4 separate regions of the Mus musculus genome follow, and regions 1, 2 and 3 are each linked to region 4. The links are chromatin contacts, called in public Hi-C and HiChIP or PLAC-seq maps. All regions are on one chromosome and are shown on one strand. Each heading gives the region's core, a stretch centred on a gene start, on an enhancer-like site or on the middle of the called end of the contact. The rest is flanking DNA. Distances are from core to core; before and after follow the strand shown.

Region 1 (4,722 bases), core at 1,331-3,830, 440 kb before region 4:
TTCCCCAGTATTGGACTTAAGGGTATGTGCCATCAAGCCTACCTTATCTACTTAAAAAAAAAAAAATTAAAAGTTATACTTCTTTACTAGCTAGTTCGTTTATGTATTTTGTGGTTTTGTGTCACTCTGCATAGGTGCTAGTGTTGGAGCCTGTCTGTAGAGATTAGAAGACAATTTTTGGGAATTTGTTCTCTCCTTCCACCATGTGGGCCTAAGGATCTAACTCAGCAAAATGTCTTTACCACTAAGCAAACTCACTGGCCTTTCTTTGGGTTAGTTTTGTTTTGTATTTGGTCATAAAAACTTAATGTTAAAAAAGATCTTGAATAGTGATGACTATTGAAATGTCTAGAAGAAAGTGCTGATTTTAGCCAGATTCCCTTCTTTCAGGAAAGAACAATAAGGGTGCAGGCTCTTGGCCAACGTTTGGAGGAAATCGAGTGTGCAGTAATTGCTTCCAACACAGAAATCTCCCCGTGGGGACTGGGATTCTTCTGTGTTCTATGGGATGGTGGCTACTGAATACTAAGAATCGTAAGCCTGAGAACACTTGAAAAGGCTGGCCTGAAACTCCTCATTTGTTACTATAGACCTGACTGCAAACTTGTTAGGGTCTGTTGTTAATTACACGATTTGACATTTCTAGGACTAACCATGGAAGGGGTACTTGCCGGTGAATCACTGCCTGCCTGTGCTGAACTGGCAGCTTCTGTTTATGGTGCTGAAGATGGAGTGAACAGGGCAGTCGCTGTGTTCAGCACTGGTCTTTTTTCGCTACTGTCAACTTGCTGACGCAGCATCTGGATAATACCAGTGGACCCCTGCGCCCCTTCCAAGTGCTTTAAACTTAGACAAATTTATGTTTTACCAAAAGGTTAATTCTGACAAATTATTGGGAATTATTTCTGTTGGATCTGCCGCAGTGAATTCATTCTTTATGATGCATAGGTTGGCGTGTATGTTAGAAGCACGTACTGCATTTTCTGTACCAGGAGGCCCAGGAAGTCATAGTGCGGCAAGACTGTGGCCCTGCTATGGGACTAGATGCCACTACTGAAGATGAGCTGAGGACTTAATGTTCCTATTGAATGACTTGATATTCTAGCATGCCCACCCCCATGTTTATGGCACCTACCCACCCCCTCTGATTCATTCTCTCTCTCTCTCTCTCTCTCTCTCTCTCTCTCTCTCTCTCTCTCTCTCTCTGCTGGAAGGCAATTCTCTATCTTCTGAAAAGAGGGTGTTCTTTCTATACTTGACACACATAATTGTTCTAGCAAAACCAGAACTTTTCTTTGATTGCTGGCTTCTGGTGGATGGCACAAAGGTAGACCTCGAAAATGGGTGGGCAGACTCCCCCTTCCCCAAATCCCAAACCAACAACATCAAACAAAACCAGAAGTAATAAAGCATTGAGCGCGTGGGGAGACACATTACTACATGAAACAGGTAGCTCAAGTCTGGAATTTCAAAGGAAACCTGCTTATTTATTATAGGGTGCTGTGGACAAGCCATGCCTCTGGTGACCAAGCAAGCTGTCCACCACTGAGCTAAAACCCCACCCCTAATGTGCAGTTAGGGTTTAGAGTATGACGTGCTCTGCCTCCAGTACTGGGGCTTGAACCTGGGACTTTGTACATGGTAGGGAAGCACTCTAGAACTGAGCTATATCCAGTCCCAGAAAACTTAAGTCTGGTAGATTCAGGGGGCCTTTGGGGAGCTAATGGTCTGAGAGCATGTGCAGAGGTATCGGGACACTTTCTACAACGAACATAGCAGAGAGCCACAGACCAGATGGCTCTAACAACAGAAGTCTTTCCCGTACTTCTGGTGGCTGCAAGTCCAAGATTTCCTCCAGTGTGTGAGAGTGAAGGCTCTCTTCTGGGTCTCCTTGTGTAGCACATGGCTGGCCTCTGCCTCCCTATTCCTTTCTTTTATAGGAAATGATATCCAAATTCTATTTTCTCACAAATTTGCTATTTTGGATTATGGTTCACTCTTATGATCCCATTTTAGCTTAATTACCCCCTCAACAAGTTTCCTAATTGAATCACAGTCTAAGGTACTGAAAGCTAAACTTGAGCATATGAATTCCTCATTTTTATTTTTTGTAGTGTTGGGATTGAACCTGGGACCTCTTGCATGCTAAGTACTCTATTACTGAGCCCCGTTCTTTTTCTGGCGCCGGGATTTGATGGGACATAGATCAGGTAGTACCATTGTTCAATACTAACTCAATCTCTTTCCTCTTTTCTCTTTTCTTCTAGCTGTCCTTTTAAAAGCATCCAGTAAAGCAAAAGTTCTAAGGGTCTTGTATTTTAACTGATTGACTAACTCACTAACTTGTGTTTGGGGTGTGTGTGTGTGAGTGTGTGTGTGTGTGTGTGTGTGTGTGTGTGTGTGTGTGTGTGAGAGAGAGAGAGAGAGAGAGAGAGCACACGCACATGTGCATGCATGTTCGAGCCAATATGTGTGGATGCAGATATGGGCACATGTGCGCCAGAGTGCATGTGAAGCAATCAGTGGACAACCTTGCATGTTGATCCTTGCCTGGATTCAGACAGTGTCTCGCCACTGTGTCTGCCCAGCTAGCTGGTCCCTGAACTTCCTGTTTTCTTGTGTGACTGCAGGGATTGCAGATACACATGCTACTATGTCAGACCTTAATGTGGGTGCTGGATTGGAACTTATATTGTCAGGGTTGGTTGGTGAGTGTTTTGCTTGTCGAGCTATCGCTCTTAGCCCTTTTACTGTGTCAACATACCTGCCGAGATCGCAATTTAAACAAGAAAAGGAAGATAAGAGAGTATCATCTCTTGAATATATTTTTATAACCTCTTTACTAGGTATAAAATACATAAAGGGGAGTACACAGTTGTAAATTCATCTTCAGTGACTTATCACAAAATGAACTCTTAAGATGGAGAGCGTGGATTCCCACTTTGTGCCCACTGAATTATAATCCCTTCATTGGGCAGATGCTGCAGGGAGTTTCATGCTATTTAGTTACATCCATGGAAAGGCCCACTGTCCTCCATTGTGTTGGGACCATACTCAGCATTCTGTTTGTGAGGCTCAGATTTGTGGCAGTAGCACCTCTTTGCTGTGTGACACTCGCTTTCTTGAACATGACACACTGCCTTCTTCTATTCTTGGAGGGCATTTGGATTGTCTCTAGCTGTTGTTAGGAATACTATTGCTGGGAACATTCTTCTTTTGAATTTAAATAATATTTATTTGGCAAAGATTGTGTACTTTCAGGGCACGTGGTGTGATGATTTGATGCACTCTCCAACATCGTTGTGGAATGTCTCTTACTGAACATATGTGTGCGTTCCTATTATGAGATGGAGTTGCTGGGACAGAGAGCATATATTAAACTTTAGTAGATGCTGCCAAATAGTTTTCCAAAAGTGCCTGTACCAATTTACACTTCCCCCAGTCTCTGTGGCAGTTCCATGTGTTACCACAGCTTTGCTCATACTTGATAGCGTTAATTTTTACGTTTTAGTCACTCTCTTGGATAAGTAGTGGAATCTCATTGTGTTTTCACGTAGACAGATGAATTTGAGTATCTATGCTTGGTTGCTTGTTTTACTGAGACAGGTTTCCTTCCACTCTACCTAAGACTGGCTTTAAACTTTAAGCCATCTTCCTGTCAATACTCCCCAGGTGCTTATGTGATGAGATTACAGGTGTGTGTGACCCTGTCTGGCACGTTTGCTTTAAAGTAACATCATAGATGACTGTTTAAGACAGTAACGTGCCTGTGAAGGTTTTCCTCATGTCACTGAGAAGTGTCCAAGGCTGAGCCATTCATCTGTGGTCAAACATCTGTTTTCGACATGGCTTACATAATGTTAAAGGCTTTTCAACCCCACACACCACACGTTCATTTATTCCTTGATCATTGAGTTGCTAGTTTTTGCTAGAGACTGAGATTAAAAAGTAGGGATACGAGTATGAATAAAACATATCCATTCTTGGGTCCCGTCTGGCTGTGCTGTTTCTAGATGTTGTGGAACTCTTTGGAGGTGGTATCTGGATGGAGGAAGTGGATTGTAACCCAGCCTTGCTTCCTACTAGGGCTTCCTGTTTCCTGATCTACAGATGTGTGAGCAAGTTGCTGGTGGCCATGGAGCCACCTGTTGCTCTACCCTCCGCCTTCCTGAAATGATAAATTGTGTTCCCTTAAACCCTGAACCAGGATGAATTCTTTTTCCTTTAAACTGCTGTTTGTGTGCAGGTGTACATCCATGTATGTGATGCATGTGGAGATGAGGGATCTATTCTTCTCTACCTTATGTATGGAGGCAGTGTCTCACACTGGAACCCGTAGCTCATTATTGGCTAGCAGAGCTAGCTAGCTTACTCTGGGGATCCCATTTCCCCCTCCTCTCACCAGCTGCTTGTGTTGCCTCTTGTCAGGTAATTGGTCACAGCACCAGGAAAATAACCAACGCATAACTTAAGTGCCCTAGAAAAACAGATTGGAGAACTGTTTTACTCAATTTATTCCTGGTTTTGTAGTTACATTTATGCAAGACGAATACTCAGGTTGATGGATTGACCGGTTCTACACAATAGCTTATGCTGCTGCTTCAGGTGATGGATGGAGACTCAGCAGTTGTATTTATTCTGAATCTCTCAATGAACCAGTGTGTGGTAAATGGTCTCTGTAGCCTCATGAAAGCACTGACCAGAGATACCGAACCCCATGAA
Region 2 (5,324 bases), core at 36-2,535, 390 kb before region 4:
ACTAATGGTTATAGCAATGAAATATAACGTGTGGATGCTCCCTAATAGGTGCATACAGGGTGACCTGGGAGAGTGTGCATTTTCTGAGTCTAAATTCGATGTAGGGCAAGTCAAAGAAGGATGAGGATGAAGGCCCAAGGAAGGTACAGGAAGGATCCCAGGGGTACTTGCCAAAGTCCAGGGTTTTTGCATGTCTGCCTGTCTGTCTGTGTGGGTTTTTTTTTCCCCCTGTGTGTATATTTTAATAAGAGGTACAGATCTGGGATTCTGACTGAGATGTGGAGTGTGTGCTAGGAATGTGGATAGTTGGTAGGAACATCATAAAGACTCAGATCTTACTTTGCATTGCCCAGAGGGTTTTGGAATGGGTCTGTCTTACTTAGTGAGGATTTCCACTGCTGTGAAGAGACACCATGACCAAGGCAAATCTTATAAGGGACAGCGTTTAACTGGGGCTGGCTTACAGGTTCAGAGGTTCAGTCCTTTATCACCAAGGGAGGAGCATGGCAGTGTCTAGGCAGGTGTGGCGCTTAGGAGCTGAGAATTCTACATCTTGTTCCTAGGAGGAGACTGGCTTTCAGGCACCCAAGAGGAGGGTCTCAAAGCCAACCCCAATGGTAGCACACTTCCTCCAAGAAGACCACACCTCCTAGCATTGCTACTCCCTGGGCCAAGCATATTCAAACCACCACAGGCTCCTCCTGCTTTCTAGGAAGATTAATGAAACTGGTTTGTAAAGACACAACTGGACAGTGGGAACCGTTGACCTTTAGTGGGTAGGAGGAAACAGCCCAGCTAGGATTGTGGAAGTGGTTAGTCAGAACCCTTGGGGACCAGCTGCTATGGTGGGATCTTGGAGAACAGGTGAGAAGAGAATGCTATTCTTTGAGCTGCCCTGCGTGCTACTTCTGTTCTGAGGCAGGCATTATTTTCAGGGTAATTCAAAGTATTAAAGCTGTTTGATCTCCGATACCGTTAAATTCCCTGCCTAGCCCAGTCAGTGTATGGATGTGTTGCAGATGGAGGCAGGGGATACTGTCAGACGGGTGAATGCGCTCTGATTTTGATTTCTCCCTTCTTCCTTTCAAAGCTCAAGGCCAGTTGCCTGTACCTCATTAACATGAAGGCAGCTGTGATCCTGTAATCTTCTGCCTTTTTTCAGAGAACTCGAGAGATGTTAACCTTTCTCGGAGAAGGTGATTTTCACAGCCTTTGGATAAAAGCGCTCAGTTCTACCTTCAGCTGAAATCAATGGGGCTTCCTGTTTATCAGAAGCCACCCAAGATGCCTGTGTCCCAGCCGCCCCACACTTCAGTTTTGTATTGTTATTCTGAGTCTGATGCTGTCCAGTGGTCCCCATCTGCTAGGATTTCAAGCTCCATTCTTTTGGGTTTAAAAAAAAAAATCAAGTATAACAAGAAAAAGAGAAAAAAAATTTTTAGAAAAATGTTTGATTTTTTTTTTTCTCCCCTTTTTGGTGAATTACCAGCTTTTCCTCCTTGTGAAACGCCATCAGCACATTACTGGGAGAACCCAGTACACCGTGCAGCAGAATCCCTTTTAATGTAATATGCTTTAATATAAAACATCAAAACCGGCTGCATTCTGTCAAAAGAGTGTAGACCTGGAATTTTAATTTGATTATTGTCCCCAATTTTCCCAGACTTTCAGAGGCAAGTGTGTTGTTTGAACAGCTGTTGCTCTGGTAAAGTCTCAGTAACAAATGAGTCAGGGAATGGTTTTGTGTAGCAAGATACATCAAAGGGACTTCCTGAAGAAGACAGACCATGAAAAGAAGGAAGAAAAAAAGGCTGGCAGCCATTGGAGGATGGTAACAACTATTTTTTTTTTCTTTACAATTGCAACGGTTTGTTCTAATAAGTATTTTCTAATGACCTTATAAATTGCTGACCTAATTTCTTTGGAGCTTTTGTGCTGGGTAGAAAGAAAATTTGCAATGAAAGTCAATAGGAAAGGAAAAACCTGCTAAAACCCAGAAGCATAGCAAATGGTAATGAGTAGTGTGGTTAATTTCCTGTCATCTGTGTGTATGATCCATATGCCGCCCCTCCCCCTGTGAGAGAGGGGGAGGGGCTGTGAAATATGTCTGCCTGCAGATTTGGGGGAAAAAAACGATCAAATTAACATATGAAAAGATGCTTGAAAGCAGTGTGGTGTGGAAGGGCTTTTGGCTTCCATCTTGCTACCTACTGGACAGGTTTGAAAACCTAAAATAAAATTCAGCTAACCCAGGGAAGCCGTGATTCACCCAAGTGAATAAACACTTTATTGCATTTGCTAATCTAATTAATCAAACTCTACTTCTCCTTTCCAAAGGAGATTCACAGCCAGTAAAATAAATTAAATCAACATTTTTTTTTTCCACCCTCACTAAAAATAAGCTTTCTTTCCCCGGGTAAATCGGTCATTTAAATTCCCTAGGCTGTACTGCTGTAGTCTGCCAGTAGGAAGCAATTGTAGGGACTGGAACTGTCTCTGAGAGCTTGAGTTCTGAGCCTCAGGTCCTCTGTCTCAACCCCTCTGGACTGACCAATAAAGTAAATTTTAGCTGAAGTTATTTTTAGAAATAAGTGGACCATGGATGTTGTTCATGGATGTTGTAGATCTGCAAATAAGGAGATTGGCGTATTTGTAGAATAAAACTGTGTCAAATGCCAAGAAATCCTGGAAAGGTAAAGATACTTAAGGTTGAAAACGGTGGTAATGGGGACTTAGAAGGACTAGCAGTTAGTTCCGTAGCTTATAAGTCACCTGCTTTATGTTGGGTTTACCTAATTTTAAATCATTAGAATAAGATTTGATTTTAGATTGCACTTAGATTACCTATGAGATTTTCTATACACACATGTTCACAGAAATACTGTGGACAAGGGAGTGAAGGTCAAAGTTCTGATGAGAACACATCAGAAAATTTCAGAGTGACAGGTGAGAGGCGTCATATATAAATATAACTTAGGAATCACCTACATGAGGATAAGCCAAGAAGCTAGAGCTGTGGTGGTGTTCAGTTACGCTGATGAATTTGTGGGGTGTGTGTGTGTGTGTGTGTGTGTGTGTGTGTGTGTGCGCATGAAAGCTAGAAGTCAACCATTTTTGAAAAAAATTAGGCTAGCTGGCTAGCTGGCCAGTGAGACCTAGAGCCCCACAGGACTTCCTGGGATTATAAACAGGATACATACCTGGCTTTTTAAAATATGGATTCTGAGGATCAAATTTTTGTCTTTATTCTTTCACAGCAAGCTCTCTACCCAGCTTCAGGTTATAAATGATTGTTTTGCTTTTTTTTTTTTTTTTTTAAGGTAAAACAGCAAGATGTGGACATAGGAGGCTACTAGAGCTAAGGCACTCACTGCTTCCTTAAGGTCTGTCTCCTTCTCCCTAGCCAGCACCCTTCCAAGGAAGAATCTAAAGAAGAAATGAGTCTTCTCTTTGGTGCCTTGGGTTTGAGGATCAAAGGCTCCCAAGGATTCTCTGATGGACTAACTCCCATTCTTTCCAGTCTTGTCCCCCTCCCCCCTATAGTATGCTTTAAGTTCATTTACATGCTTAATTAATCTAAATTAGAACGTAAAGGACGATGAGGCCATGACCACATTCAGATCTGAATGTCTGTGGGGACTGCAGTGCCCTTTGAAGGGATTCACAGTCTTAGAATTGCTTCTTTTTCTTTCAGTAAATCTTACAACTTTCTTTCTTCCTTCCTTGCCTCCCTGATTTTCTTTTATTTCCCTCCCTCCCTCCTTTCCTTTCTTTCTGTCTCTTCTTTTGAGACAGGAATTCATGTGGTCCAGATGGGCCTTGAACTTGCTGTATAGCTGAGGCTGTCTTTGACTCTATGTAGGCACTTCTTAAATTCTGAGATTACAGGCGTGGACCACCCACATTGCCTGACTTTATTGCTGTCATTTTGAATATTTTCTTCTACTTCAAGTGAAAAGACATCGATACTCAAAGCCTCTCTGAATGCTTCCTTCACTTGTAGAGGGTTGTACTGCCTGGGAAGTCATGCCTCCCTGTGCCTTCCAGTCAGGATTGCTTTTCTCACTGCATGGCTGGGACAGTTGTCAAACACTGTCCTCAGGTAGGCTGTGGAATGTCATAGAAATATTGAGGAAAGAAATTTGTTTTTTTCTGAATGTGATGAACTTTTATGTGGAGTATAACTGGCTCGGACAAGTCAAGTTGCCTTTCAAGCTGTGAGTGTCAGGTGTCACCATTGGGCATTGAAATGAACAGTGTATCTCAAGACTAAGCACAAAGAAGGTGCTTCTTTGTGATACTTTAGAAACACCCTGTACTGTCTTGTGGTGAGGTCATACAGTACTGAAAGAAAGCTCCCAACTTTATGATGATACTCATGTGTCTTCTTGAGCATATTGCTCATAAGTCCCCAGGGCCCCCAGACAAGACCTCATGTAGCCCAGGCTGTTCTTGGACTTTCTATGCAGTAAAGACATGCTTGATCTTAAGCTCATCCTGTCTCTACCTTCAGCATGCTTGAGGTTGCAGATATGAGCTATCACATCTCACTTATATAGTGCTGCAAACCAAGCCCAGAGCCTGTGTATACTCGCAAAGTACTCAACCAATGGAGCAGTAGCCAGCCTGACTTATTTACCATGGATATTACTGTGTATGCTGGCCAAAATAGACTGGTGTCTAAGAATAATTCACTTTCTGGTTTTTAGGTTGTTCATAACATACAGATTTAGACCGATTGTAGTGGTCAAGCTACCTTAAATACTGCTATTCTTTGTGTGATATCTTTCTTCAGTATCCCTTTCCACTGGTCAGCTTAGTACCCGAGGTAGTCTACTGGCATGCTCTCTTACCATGTACTCTGTAAATTGTGCCCTTGACTGGTCAAAATTGTGTCTTCTATGATCTACTACTTGTGTATTGTATATATATATTCAACCAGTCATCACCAGTTTTATTTTTAATTAAATGTGTGTGTGTATGTATGTATGTATGTATGTATGTATGTATGTATGTTTGTGTGTGTGTACTTGTGCCACAGTGTGTTGAGGTTAGAGGTCAACTTTGAGAAGTTGGTTTTTTATCTTCCAAACCTTGCTGAGGCAGGGTCTCTAACTCTGAGCAGTCAACTTCAGGCTAGCTGGCCCAAGAGCTTTCTCCTACTTGTTCTGTCTTTGCTTCCCATCTTTTTGTTGGGATTACAGATGTATGCAACCAGATCTGGCTTTATAAGCCGGTTCCAGGCACTTTTTCTTTTTCTTTTTTTTAAAGACAGGGATCCTCTGTGTAGTCTTGGCTGTCCCAGAACTTGTTCTGTAGACCAG
Region 3 (5,215 bases), core at 395-2,894, 380 kb before region 4:
TTACCCAAATAAGACGATGAGTGCCCCACCCCCACCCCTTTTCAGAAAGGAAAAAATGTGTTGCAAATAGATCTCAGCTGATTTCTTTGATCATAAGTTTCATATTATGGGCCTTTAATTTTTTTTTTTTAACAAGCTGAATGTTTTTACTAAACACTATGAAAATACAATTATAAGCTACTACGTCAATTAGGAATTAGTGGTTCTTAGAACAGTGGATTATTCCATAGCTCTGTGAGCATACTCAGTCTGCATGCTAAAATTAATTTAAATATAATTAAGGACAGAAGTAGAGATCTTAACCATTTCCCTGCCAGCTTTTGACACCATCAGCTGTGGTTGAATTTAATGGGATCAGGCATTAGAGTCATTTAACAAAAGTTCTGTTTTTTGTAAAGGGAATTTTAGTAGTACACATATTAACAAGTAAGGTGCTCTGGTCAAGAGTTGCACAAACACTGTAATTTTCTTCTAGGTAAGCATCTCAATTCATTTGTCCCATCATTTCAAATCTCAGGAAGAAAGCCACCAGCCCACACTAAAACTAAAATAAGCAACTTGATGAGCAGATATCCAGTATTCTTATAAAGGACCCCAGCCTTTGCAGTCTCAAGTGTGTGACGGATATAGGATGTAACTTAGGATCGTGGTCTATATAGGAAACTGTGGCCCTGTGCTTACCCAACCACCAGCCACATGCCACCCATTAAACACAGAATAACAGTTAATACTGAGAATAGTCAGTGCAGCTCTAAGGACAGGAAAAAACAGCCCAGATACACAGATTGGGAAGAACAATTTTGTAATTACATGAGACATTCCTGTCTGCATATTTTATACGTAAGAGAGCTTCTTTATGATTAATTTGTAGCTTTATGAAAATACGACATCTCTGACAAAAGTATGTATACAATTATTATATACAATTAATCAAATTAAAAAATTATTTTGTGGCACTAAGCCATGAACCCAGAATTTGTATCTGCTAAGCAGGCTCTCTACCACTTAACTATCAGCCCCTGTTTCTTTATTATCTAGGTCAGGGTCTGGTGGATTTGTGACCATACCCAAAGAAAAGGATCTAAGGGGACAGATCCTGCAAAGCGGGTTCCCAGAGCTCAGGAGCCCCTCATTTTTATGATACAGACATGTTTTATGATACGCCACACGTGTCTTCATGCGTGCATAACACCTCTGTATTCACATTCCATGTACACTGTACCTCGGAGTGCAGCTGCTGACCTCTAGGATCTTGCCCAGGTTTCCTTACATGTTGATTTCATACATTTTTGGATGTATGTAAAATTCTACTATCCTCTGTGAAGAATTCTTTGTCTTCCCAGGGTTTGCTGACCAGGTCTCCTTTTGTGCCCCTTTCTTCCTCTGTGTGTCTTATTTCTTCCTCTAGCCCCTGCTCTCGGTGCTGTGCCCACTCAAACACAGACTTTCTGCAATCTGGATAAAAGAGTCGAAATCACACAACAGATTATGGGTGTGGAGATTTTACCCACATTTGTCAAGAGTGAAAATCCCAGGACTAAGAATAATTTTAAATGGCAGAGTAAACATCCCGCTATTCTTGGCTAGCAGGGCTATTTTTCATCCCCAGACGTGGCTTTGCAAATTGCCTGCTCTTTTTCTCTCTCATCCCAACCCCCTTTGTTCTCAAATTTTCATACCATTATAAGAGGCTGGCCCATAAAGGTTGTCTTCCTTCTCTCTTGCCTCCCCTTGCCCTCAAACAGCTCATAGAGAGATTTTCCTAAATGAAGACCACCTCAGTCCCCAAGAGACATTCTGAGACCAGGTTGAATAATACGTATTTTTCCCACAATAAATAAACTACTCATGCAGAATACTCCAATTTTAGGCCTGTTAGTTGTCTTTCTGTCTCTTGGATTGTATCTGGGTTTCTTTCTTCCTTCCTTTCTTTCTTTCTTTCTTTCTTTCTTTCTTTCTTTCTTTCTTTCTTTCTGGTTTTATATTACAGCAGGCTTTGATTATTTTGCCCATCTGTTACTGGGGGAGGGGTGGCACTTCTGTGCACGGGCCCAGCTGCAGAGTAGAAGACTCACTCACTCCGGTATTCTGGTTACTTCTCATGTGTTTCCACCTTGTGGCATGTATAAAATGTTTGTGAGGAACACATTCATGGGTGAACAGAGAGGCTTGCATGTGGCCAAGGGTGGTTGTCATGTGGGTGGGGGTGGGAGGTTGCTGTTGCTGTGCCCTGAGCTCTGTGGTCAGGGGTGATTGTCATGGGGGGTGGTGGGGGTGGGAGGTGGCTATTGCTGTGCCCTGAGCTCTTGACCATCAATGCAGGACTGAGAGTATCTTTACTGAAGCTCACCTAGAAGAAACCCCTCACTGCTGCATTCTGGGATACTCTGAAACACAACAGCTTTACATAAGCAAAGGGAAACCAAACTCTGTGCACGTGAGCCTAGGCCATAGTAACCTCTAACTATGGAACTCTGAGATGTGTAGACCAAAATCTTATCCTACATATTTTCATTGCTGGGTCATATTTGATTAAGTGTTATTTCTGAACATACTAAGTGCAACATGAGGCGACTCTTTCGTATTTATTGCTTTCCCCACATTCAAGTCAATTTTCTCCTTTTAATTAGCGGAATTGCTTAAGAAGCCTTTGGAACCTCCGAAGGAAAATCACCTTAGCACACGGTTGGCTGGTTCCAAAGCTCGCTTTCAAATGCCATGGCTCGTGATCATTGGTTTCGCTCACTCATTCATTCAAGAAGCTTTGGCTGATTGCCTGGTGTATGGTAAGGAGAGAAAAGCAGGAGGCAAGACAACCTTGTTCCTTCGAAGAACAAGGGGGCCACAGGCAAATTAGGAGAGCATTCTCGAGTATCGAAAGCATTCAAGGTATGGATAAAGGCTATGAGGACAGCTCAGATAATAAAGTACTTACTGTGGAGTGGAAATGCCTGAGTTCAGTCACTACAACTTCCATAAGTATGCTAGACATGGTGGTACACGCTTGTAATCTGCAGTGCTGGGGCAGTAGAGCTAGCCTTGCCTAATTGGTAATCTCTAGGTGAGTGGGTCCTACCTCAGTGTGGCCTTTCTGAAGATAACCTCTACATACATGTACACATGAACCCCCCCCATACATACCCAAACTCTTGAGTGTGCACACATGTATGTGCATACACACACACACAGGGGTTGACAAGAGTACAGGTGAACGAATTTATATTGGCATGACAGAATGATAACTAGCAGTAAGAATTCCTCAGTCAGAGTGTGCAGGATGAAGGATCCTATCAGGGAATAAAATATAATTTAAGGTGATCCACAAAAGATGAGCAAGATTCACAATAGCTAGAGTAGGTGCTAATTAATCAAGCAGAGTTTACATCAGAGAGGCCTTGGTTTACAAGAAAATCCTTGGGGCTGGAGAGAGATGTCTCGGCTGCTAACACAGCTAGAAAAACTTTTGCTGCTCTAGAAAAAGGATTCGGTTCCCAGCACCCACAGCAGGTGGCTTATAATCTAGAGTATACCGCGCCCTCTTGGAACTCTATGGATATCCCCAGCCATGTGTACCTTCATGTGTCCCTCCAACTCCCCCCTCCCAAAACCTTTGCTGAACATTGTGGAGCATGTCCCAGCACTCAGGAGGTAGAGCAGGTGGATCTCTTGAGTTTGAGGCCAGTCTGGTCTACATAGTGAGCTCCAGGACAGCCAGGTCTGTCGAGAACCCTGTTTCAAAGCAACCAATCAACCAAAACATTTAAAATAAAATATCCCTGGGTGTGGTGGTGCATGCTTTTTTTTTATCCCACATTTGGGGGTGGGGGGAAGGTAGAGGCTGCTGTATGCAGAATTACAGGCCAACCAGGGCTGCATGCTGAAACCCTATCTCCAAATAAATTAATAAATAGATAAATAAATAAATTAATAAATACCTTCAAAGGCGTGAAATAGTAAGAACTACATTAGGGGTGTGTGTGTGTGTGTGTGTGTGTGTGTGTGTGTGTGTGTGTGTGTGTGAAAATAGATCAGGAGCCCAGTGTAAAGTGATTCAGCATAATTTATTCATCAAATATTGGCACAGGAGCCTGTTGTAGCTGTTCAGATGGGCAGTTATTGTTCTGATAACGAAGAACAAGTGTCTCAGAATTGTTGCCCAGAAAGAGAGCAAAACCAATAGCATATGCAGAATGTAAACATTTGTTTACATTGTACTTAGCCAGTGCCTTTGCTGAAGAGAAACGCAGCTGCAGCTTCCAGGACAACCTGTAAAAAAGAGTACTGCAGGTCTGATGGGTGACAAGAGAAATAGTTTCCCGTTTTCCTCCTAACCCTAACTCAGAGGCCCCCACTTACAAGTTTTGTGTTTTTTCTCAGGATTGCTTTAGAGGCCCGAACTAGAAATGGCACAGAAGTATACATTCTTTGTTATACTTTTTGTTCCTTTGGGCTAGGGGTCTCAGACTGTTTTAAATCCTTAGGGAGAAAAACCAGTCAATTATGGTTCTTCACTCTGGGCAGAAGACCTTTATGTAAAACTCGAAACTGAGTTCAAAGGAGAAAGTTGCCCAAGAGTGATGGTGTAGAGAGGTGTGGATGGGGTGGGGTGAGGGAGGAAAGTGAAACAGCCCCTCTGTTTGCCCTTGTCATTAGCAGGGTAAGAAAAAAGGGGGCAAGGTTGTTTTGTAAGGCAATGGAACTAAGGCACTAAGCAGGTTCAGCTTGCTGAGGGAGCCCTGCAATGAATTCTTTTGCAGCTTGAGCAAGACATTGTCTTCAAGGAGAAAGCTGCCCTCTCCCATTGCCTTTCCGTCTTCGTACATATTCAGTCATTGCAGGTGGCCCTTGGCTCCCAACTGTTCCTCATCTTCATAGAGGGGCCAGCTTCCCCCAGCTCCCTTGCGTGCGCTTTCTCTCTCTCTCTCTCTCTCTCTCTCTCCCTCTCTCTCTCTCTCTCTCTCTCTCTCTCTCTCTCTCTCTCTCTCTCTCTCTGTGTGTGTGTGTGTGTCTCAGTAGAACATGCTTCACTGTTGGTGGAGAACTGAGGAAACCTCCTTGCCACAAGACGTCAAGACACAGTTTGCTGTTTTGTTCTCTGATTGTGAGTGGAGCTGAAGATGTAATGTAGGATTTTGTACAAGAACCTTTTTTTTTTTTAAAGAGAATTACCAACATTCCAATTTTTTGGGGGGTGGGGTGGGGTTGAGACAGGGTT
Region 4 (5,329 bases), core at 853-3,352:
GCGCCGAGCTGCGCTGTTTTCTTTCTTTCTTTTTGATTTTTTTCTTTTTCTTTTTCTTTTCTCGAAACTCTGAAGCCAGACTGTCTTCTTCACCGCTCCCGGGCTGCACCACTGTGGGCACATCAAGCTTCGTCTGGCTCACCTGCATGGTTCCGGCTGATTCCTGCCTGAGATGGCCCATCGTACAACTAGGATCCCAGAATCTCCTGTCTGCACTCTGCGGAAGAAGGACCTATTTCAGTCTCTGGCCAGGGTCTCTCACAGCCGATGGGGTCTTGGAAGACAGGGTGAAGTTGCAGAAGACTGGGGTGGGATGCGAAGGCATGCGAAGGACTTGGAAAGGGAATTTAGGAATACTATACATCAGTGCCCACCGATGATATGCATACAGGGCGAGGGCAGCCACCGCCCCTGCCTCACGCACCTAACCCCGGCTGCTCGCTGGGATTGTCTGAGGGGGACAACCCAGGTCTGGATGTGGTGGCATTTTTTCAGAGAGTGGAACTGAAGATGGATGAAGCAGGTACTTGCTGTGTCTGCTTGGCAGGGCAGAGCTGGAGAAATGGAAGGGGAAAAGAAGAGATGCTGACTGTCGTAAGATTGTCTGCTGCCAGCTCCGCAGTCTTAATCTAAGGAAGGATGGCATAGTGGATCTGCCAGCACGTGCATGGAGGAACTGTAAATTGCAGTGTGGATGTCCCTGGTACTGTCAAGGAAGAAACTGATGGGCTGGGTGACTGTACAGTGTCCCCAGAGAAAAATAGCAGCCTTGCAGCATGGATTTAAGTGCATGTGCATGCGTGTAGAGACATGGAAGAGACTGTGTAACACATACACACACAGAGAGAGATATGAGAGAGAGAGAGAGAGAGAGAGAGAGAGAGAGAAAGAGAGAGACTCTTTGCTGGGTTGGGTTTGATTACAAGCCAGTGTTTTCAGCTCCTGCTCAAGACCTATTTCCTGGCTAGCCAGAAAGCTCGGCCAGAGCAGCTGCATATAGACTTTTCTTTTTAACGGCATAGCAAACCCCTTCAGTTTTAACTCCTTGAAGTTCTAAGTGCTCAGCGTTGGGCTAAGGCTCACTGTACGGTTTTGTTTTCTTCTCCTACAGAGCCCTGTAAACACAGCTGTATTCAGTATGGCAGAAAAATTCTGTCCCTTAAATAGAAATGCGATCAATTTAATCAAAATAAATGTATCCCAGATGACTCTGAGGCCAGCTGGATACCACAGGCTTCAGAAGCTAAGCATTCAGTGGAGATGGATACAGTGTTAGATTTACATGCTTTCAAATGCTAGGATCAGCTATGCTTAATAAAGGAAATTCTTTAAGGAAAAGGGAGGGTCCTCCTGGCACCCAGCTATAGATGGTGACCACAGGTGCTGCTGCTGATCCTGGCACTGGGGTTTGTGGCTGTCGAGCTTGCAGGGGTGTGTGGCATGAGGCAGGGCACGGCTGATGTCAGTGTGAAGAAAGCTTGCAGCCTGCTTGAGGCTGTAGGAAGGAGGAGGGTGGCCTCTCATTGCCTCTGTCGGGGCTTGGCTGGTACTAGAAGCTTGTAGATAGATAAGGGTGAGCTGGGTGAACTGAGCTCTGAGCCGGGAGCAAGCAGCTTTCCCAGTTGTCATGGGGGCTCCTCTGGGACGCCTGTCTGGCCTGTCCTCCCACTGTTTGTTAGAAATTCTACAAAGCGGCTCTGTGTGCTGGATTATGTTTGGCCAGCTGTTGGTGCATTCCTGAGGGTGGGGTGGAGACAGGATCTTATTACTGTACTTCCAAACTGTAGATCTATGTGGGGAGAGAGAGAGAGAGAGAGAGAGAGAGAGAGAGAGAGAGAGAGTGTGTCAGGATGTGGTGGGGAGAGGAAAGAAACGCAAGCAAGTCTGATAATCCCTTCTCCTTCTCCAGGTTGTGCTAGAGGAGCATTCAGAAAGGCTATGAAGTGAAAGAGAGAAAGGAGAGGGTAAGGGGTGGGAGCACAGTGGAACAGCCATGAGACAAAGCAGAACTTCAAAGCTGCAGAGACGAGCAGAATGTCAGCAGCTTGTAATTAGCGGTTCATGGTTGCGTCAGAGACTGTATCTCTCCAAGAATAACTGTGTGCTGTGTGCCACAGAGTGCAGAAGACAGTCATAACTAAGTTATCAAGCACAGTTCAAATGAGGGCAGACACATGAAGGCATTTTCTGTTTGAAAATTAAGCAGGGCTGAAGTGCACATCTCACTGGCTGGATTCTGCCTAACTTCTGGCAGGAAATGCTCAGCGTATAGGAGGGTGTTTGTTAGATCAAACAGGGGACCCATAAGCATGCAGACTGAGCATGCAAGCTCCGTCCCTGTAAAATACCGTCCCAAACAGCCCGGTACTGCACTGCTGGGGTCCTGTCTCCGTATATACCCATTCGCTTTTGTATGCCAATGGGAGAAAGTTAAAAGTACACCCAAGGACATATGTCCCCATTAGATTCTAAAATCCCTACTATAGAATTAAAACCTGACTGCAGGTTCTGAGTTGTTTTGGTATTCTTAATTTATACGCTGAAGAAGCTCTTTTTTTGCAATTATCTTGTTGGTAACCCTGTGAGGAAGCGACATACCACTATATGATGTTGAAGGGCACCTTTCCCTTCCATCCCCTGTCTCTGTTATTTGGAGGTGTGGGGCGTTCTCTGGAGCCTCCAGGAGGAGCTGGTGGGAGGAGCTGATTGGCTAGCAGGCTCAGCGTGTTTACTCTTATTTGTTTTCAGTGCTCCTTCGCAGCGTGCATTTAGTATTTGTATTTGTGTTCATGCTGCACAATTACTACTGACCAGCTTTGTTTCTCTGCCCGAAGCGAAGTCAATTTTAGTTCAGCCCCTGCAGTTGAGTCCCTGGACAATATGCACATATGTATTATGTTACCCGTGTATGCACTTTTCCTTTTAAAAACGTGGATTAAGGAAAATTGTAGGCAAGGAGAGACGTGTATATGAAATCAATAGCTTTTTGAATCACATGTAATATAATTTAAATATACTCACTTTAAGATTGCCAAAGCCTATGTTGTCTGAGCCCAGTTAATTTACATCTTCGATTTAGTCAAGAGGTGGAACCTGCCAGATCAGAATGCTGTATTCTGTGCACCCAACAGGGTGGAAGACATTATTTTGTTTGTGTTAGTTCAAACAGCTGGTCATTAATGCAGTCCCCATTTCTAGAGAGAAACGCTGGTGGACATGAATGGCTGTCTGATTAATGCTGCCCCTCGGAGGGTCCTTCACCCAGCCATGCTCCTGCAGAATAATGTAGCATGATGTGATTGCACTCTAACAGGATAGTATGTCATTGTGTCACCAAGCAATTGAGGTTATTATGGGGCAGGGCAGACAGACGGGACAGTGGGGTTACTAGACCGTAGCATTTTTAGAAATACAGGCCTGACCTACTTAGAGTTATTCTGGCAGGCAGCTGCACGGTACATAAAGTCTCCTGATAGGCTGAAGCTGTTGCTAGGGGGAATTAGCATGAATTTTTCCACACAGAGACTCAGCGACTGAATGATAAAAGCTGACTGGAATTAAAGAGATTTGGTTTAGCATTGTACAGATTGATCTGCCTCAGTTTTTTTTTTTTTCTTTCTCAAGTGCCAAGAAAGAGTGCAAAAAATAGAGACTTCTTTTTGTTTGTTTGTTTCTATTAGTTCTTTGACCTTCTCCTTCTCTTCCTTCTGCCCTTCATCCCCAAGAGCCAGGAGGGCAGGAGAACAGAGCAGTTATGAAATTTTGGTTAATCTCTTATTGCTGGGGTCATTGAAACCATGTTGCAAATGGCATGATATTTAAGCTTCAGGACTGCTGGGCGTACCTAGCAGAAGGGCAGATGGGTTTTTTTGGTCCCCTGTGTATCAAGCTGTTTTGGAGTTGGGCATGCATCTTTTATACACTGTATATTTTATACACCCCTTTCCCTTTTGGGCTTGAACAAAACATTTACATAAATTCTTTTCTATCCAAACAGATTGAAGCTTGCAATTGCTGGCTTGTTTAAAATAAGATAGTAAGATAGACAAGATTCCAGATTTAGAATATATATATATATATATGTATACACACACACACACACACACACCATTTTTTTATTACAAAAGTATTTTTTTCTGGGCTATGTTTGTCTTTTGAAAAGTCCAGTTTGGTGTTTGTGTTCAGGGATAGAATTGAACTGCTCCCACCCCACCCATTTTGTTTCCCAGTGTACAAAAAGCACTCTTTTGTTTGTTTGTTTTGTTTTGTTTTGCTTTGCATTTTTTTTTCTCTGCAGAAGAAAGTGTGGCTGTAGAATCCAGTCTGGAGACTGCTTTTCCATGTTGCTGACATGGGCACTGAGTAGAGAGAGCTCACATAATCAATTTTGCAACATGACCCACTTTCCCTCCCCAGCATTCCCAAGTGTCTGCAGTTTTAATAGCTCTTTACAAGAAGAGGATTTTTTAATAGATCATTTAAAAATAATCTGAAAGTCCATCAAGAGAAAAATTAAAGCAATGCGTATTCAAGAATACTTTGGTTTTTTTCCCCCCTCATCTTAATTATATGCTATCTGTGGTGTTTGTGCTGAAAGTAGTTATTATTCTGTTATATTTATTTGAAATTAATTTTTGTAAGAAAGTCCTAGGAGTTCACAAGTAAACAAGGAGCTGAGGAGCATAAGTCCTGGAAAGGAGAAGGAAGAGGGTGCTCAGCTGTGTCGCTGGATTTCCTGGCCATGTGTAAAGAGGCAAGAGAATATTTATTTGTGGATTTTCTTATTTCCATTTAGGTTTAAAAAGTATTCAGAACTATGTAGATACAGGCACTGTAGTGAAAACAAAGCAAGAATAATTTAGTGGTATCTAACCCAGAAAGCTATTGATCATCCCCTTTAAAAAATCCATTGAGTGCTGTTTATGTTTTAGACACCTTAGGAAAGAGAATGTGGTAGGGTTGAATTGTGCTCTCGCTAGCTAGGAGTGTCCCCACAATAGCATTAATCATGAGGAGCTCCAAGCAAGAAACCATCTTTCATAATTGAATAACTGGTCAATTTGCTTTTATGAATATAAAATATCCTTGGGTGTTCCTCTTTACAAAGTGATGCATTTTTTTTCAAAATTGTCTTATCAAAGGAATATTTTTGGCCTTTCTTCCGTTGTAATTCACTTTGATTAAGTTGGTATAAAGGTACTTAAATATTTAAGTGCTAGAATATAGAAATAAAAAGTCAACTTTAAAACCCCTAAATAAGGACATATTTTAAATTAGTGTTCTTTAATACATAGATGCCTAATTTAGGGAATCTATAGCCTGTGTCCAG

The links. A called contact is a pair of places that touch in the nucleus more often than the background predicts. HiChIP or PLAC-seq counts read pairs in DNA pulled down with a chosen protein or histone mark.
Region 1: an H3K27ac HiChIP or PLAC-seq map of microglia shows a contact between it and region 4, with 7 times the contacts expected there. The contact joins two enhancer-like sites. A contact is called at or near these places in 5 of 484 Hi-C or Micro-C datasets (cerebral cortex, cortical neurons, embryonic fibroblasts and 2 more), 9 of 115 datasets of contacts at active chromatin or transcription factors (the SCID.adh cell line, double positive thymocytes, embryonic basal ganglia and 6 more) and 1 of 9 other capture datasets (embryonic tail).
Region 2: a contact with region 4 is called in an H3K4me3 HiChIP or PLAC-seq map of embryonic forebrain, with 5 times the contacts expected there. The contact joins two enhancer-like sites. A contact is called at or near these places in 7 of 115 datasets of contacts at active chromatin or transcription factors (the SCID.adh cell line, VIP interneurons, astrocytes and 4 more) and 1 of 9 other capture datasets (embryonic tail).
Region 3: a Hi-C map of cortical neurons shows a contact between it and region 4, with 4 times the contacts expected there. The contact joins two enhancer-like sites. A contact is called at or near these places in 5 of 484 Hi-C or Micro-C datasets (the N1E-115 cell line, cerebellar granule neurons, cortical neurons and 1 more), 8 of 115 datasets of contacts at active chromatin or transcription factors (the SCID.adh cell line, VIP interneurons, astrocytes and 5 more) and 1 of 9 other capture datasets (embryonic tail).

The regions. Positions count from the first base shown.
Region 1 is chr13:28,856,034-28,860,755 of GRCm38.p6, reverse strand. All of the region lies in intron 2 of 2610307P16Rik (RIKEN cDNA 2610307P16 gene), which reads left to right. Among named protein-coding and RNA genes, the nearest start is that of 2610307P16Rik, 27 kb to the left of the region's middle. Within about 2 kb of position 2,580, at least 6 of the 459 cell types and tissues checked have an H3K27ac peak or open chromatin away from gene starts, as enhancers often do. A contact at or near this core is called in double positive thymocytes and microglia, where this site is marked.
Region 2 is chr13:28,807,687-28,813,010 of GRCm38.p6, reverse strand. The region is part of intron 2 of 2610307P16Rik (RIKEN cDNA 2610307P16 gene); the gene reads left to right. Among named protein-coding and RNA genes, the nearest start is that of 2610307P16Rik, 75 kb to the left of the region's middle. Within about 2 kb of position 1,285, at least 52 of the 459 cell types and tissues checked have an H3K27ac peak or open chromatin away from gene starts, as enhancers often do. A contact at or near this core is called in embryonic forebrain, where this site is marked.
Region 3 is chr13:28,790,195-28,795,409 of GRCm38.p6, reverse strand. The region is part of intron 2 of 2610307P16Rik (RIKEN cDNA 2610307P16 gene); the gene reads left to right. Among named protein-coding and RNA genes, the nearest start is that of Mir6368, 82 kb to the right of the region's middle. Within about 2 kb of position 1,644, at least 30 of the 459 cell types and tissues checked have an H3K27ac peak or open chromatin away from gene starts, as enhancers often do. A contact at or near this core is called in cortical neurons and neural progenitor cells, where this site is marked.
Region 4 is chr13:28,414,459-28,419,787 of GRCm38.p6, reverse strand. It overlaps Gm40841 (a long non-coding RNA gene), which reads left to right. Exons shown (of 3, transcript XR_003950511.1): 1 at 1-703. Among named protein-coding and RNA genes, the nearest start is that of Gm40841, 4.4 kb to the left of the region's middle. Within about 2 kb of position 2,102, at least 225 of the 459 cell types and tissues checked have an H3K27ac peak or open chromatin away from gene starts, as enhancers often do. A contact at or near this core is called in cortical neurons, double positive thymocytes, embryonic forebrain and 2 more, where this site is marked.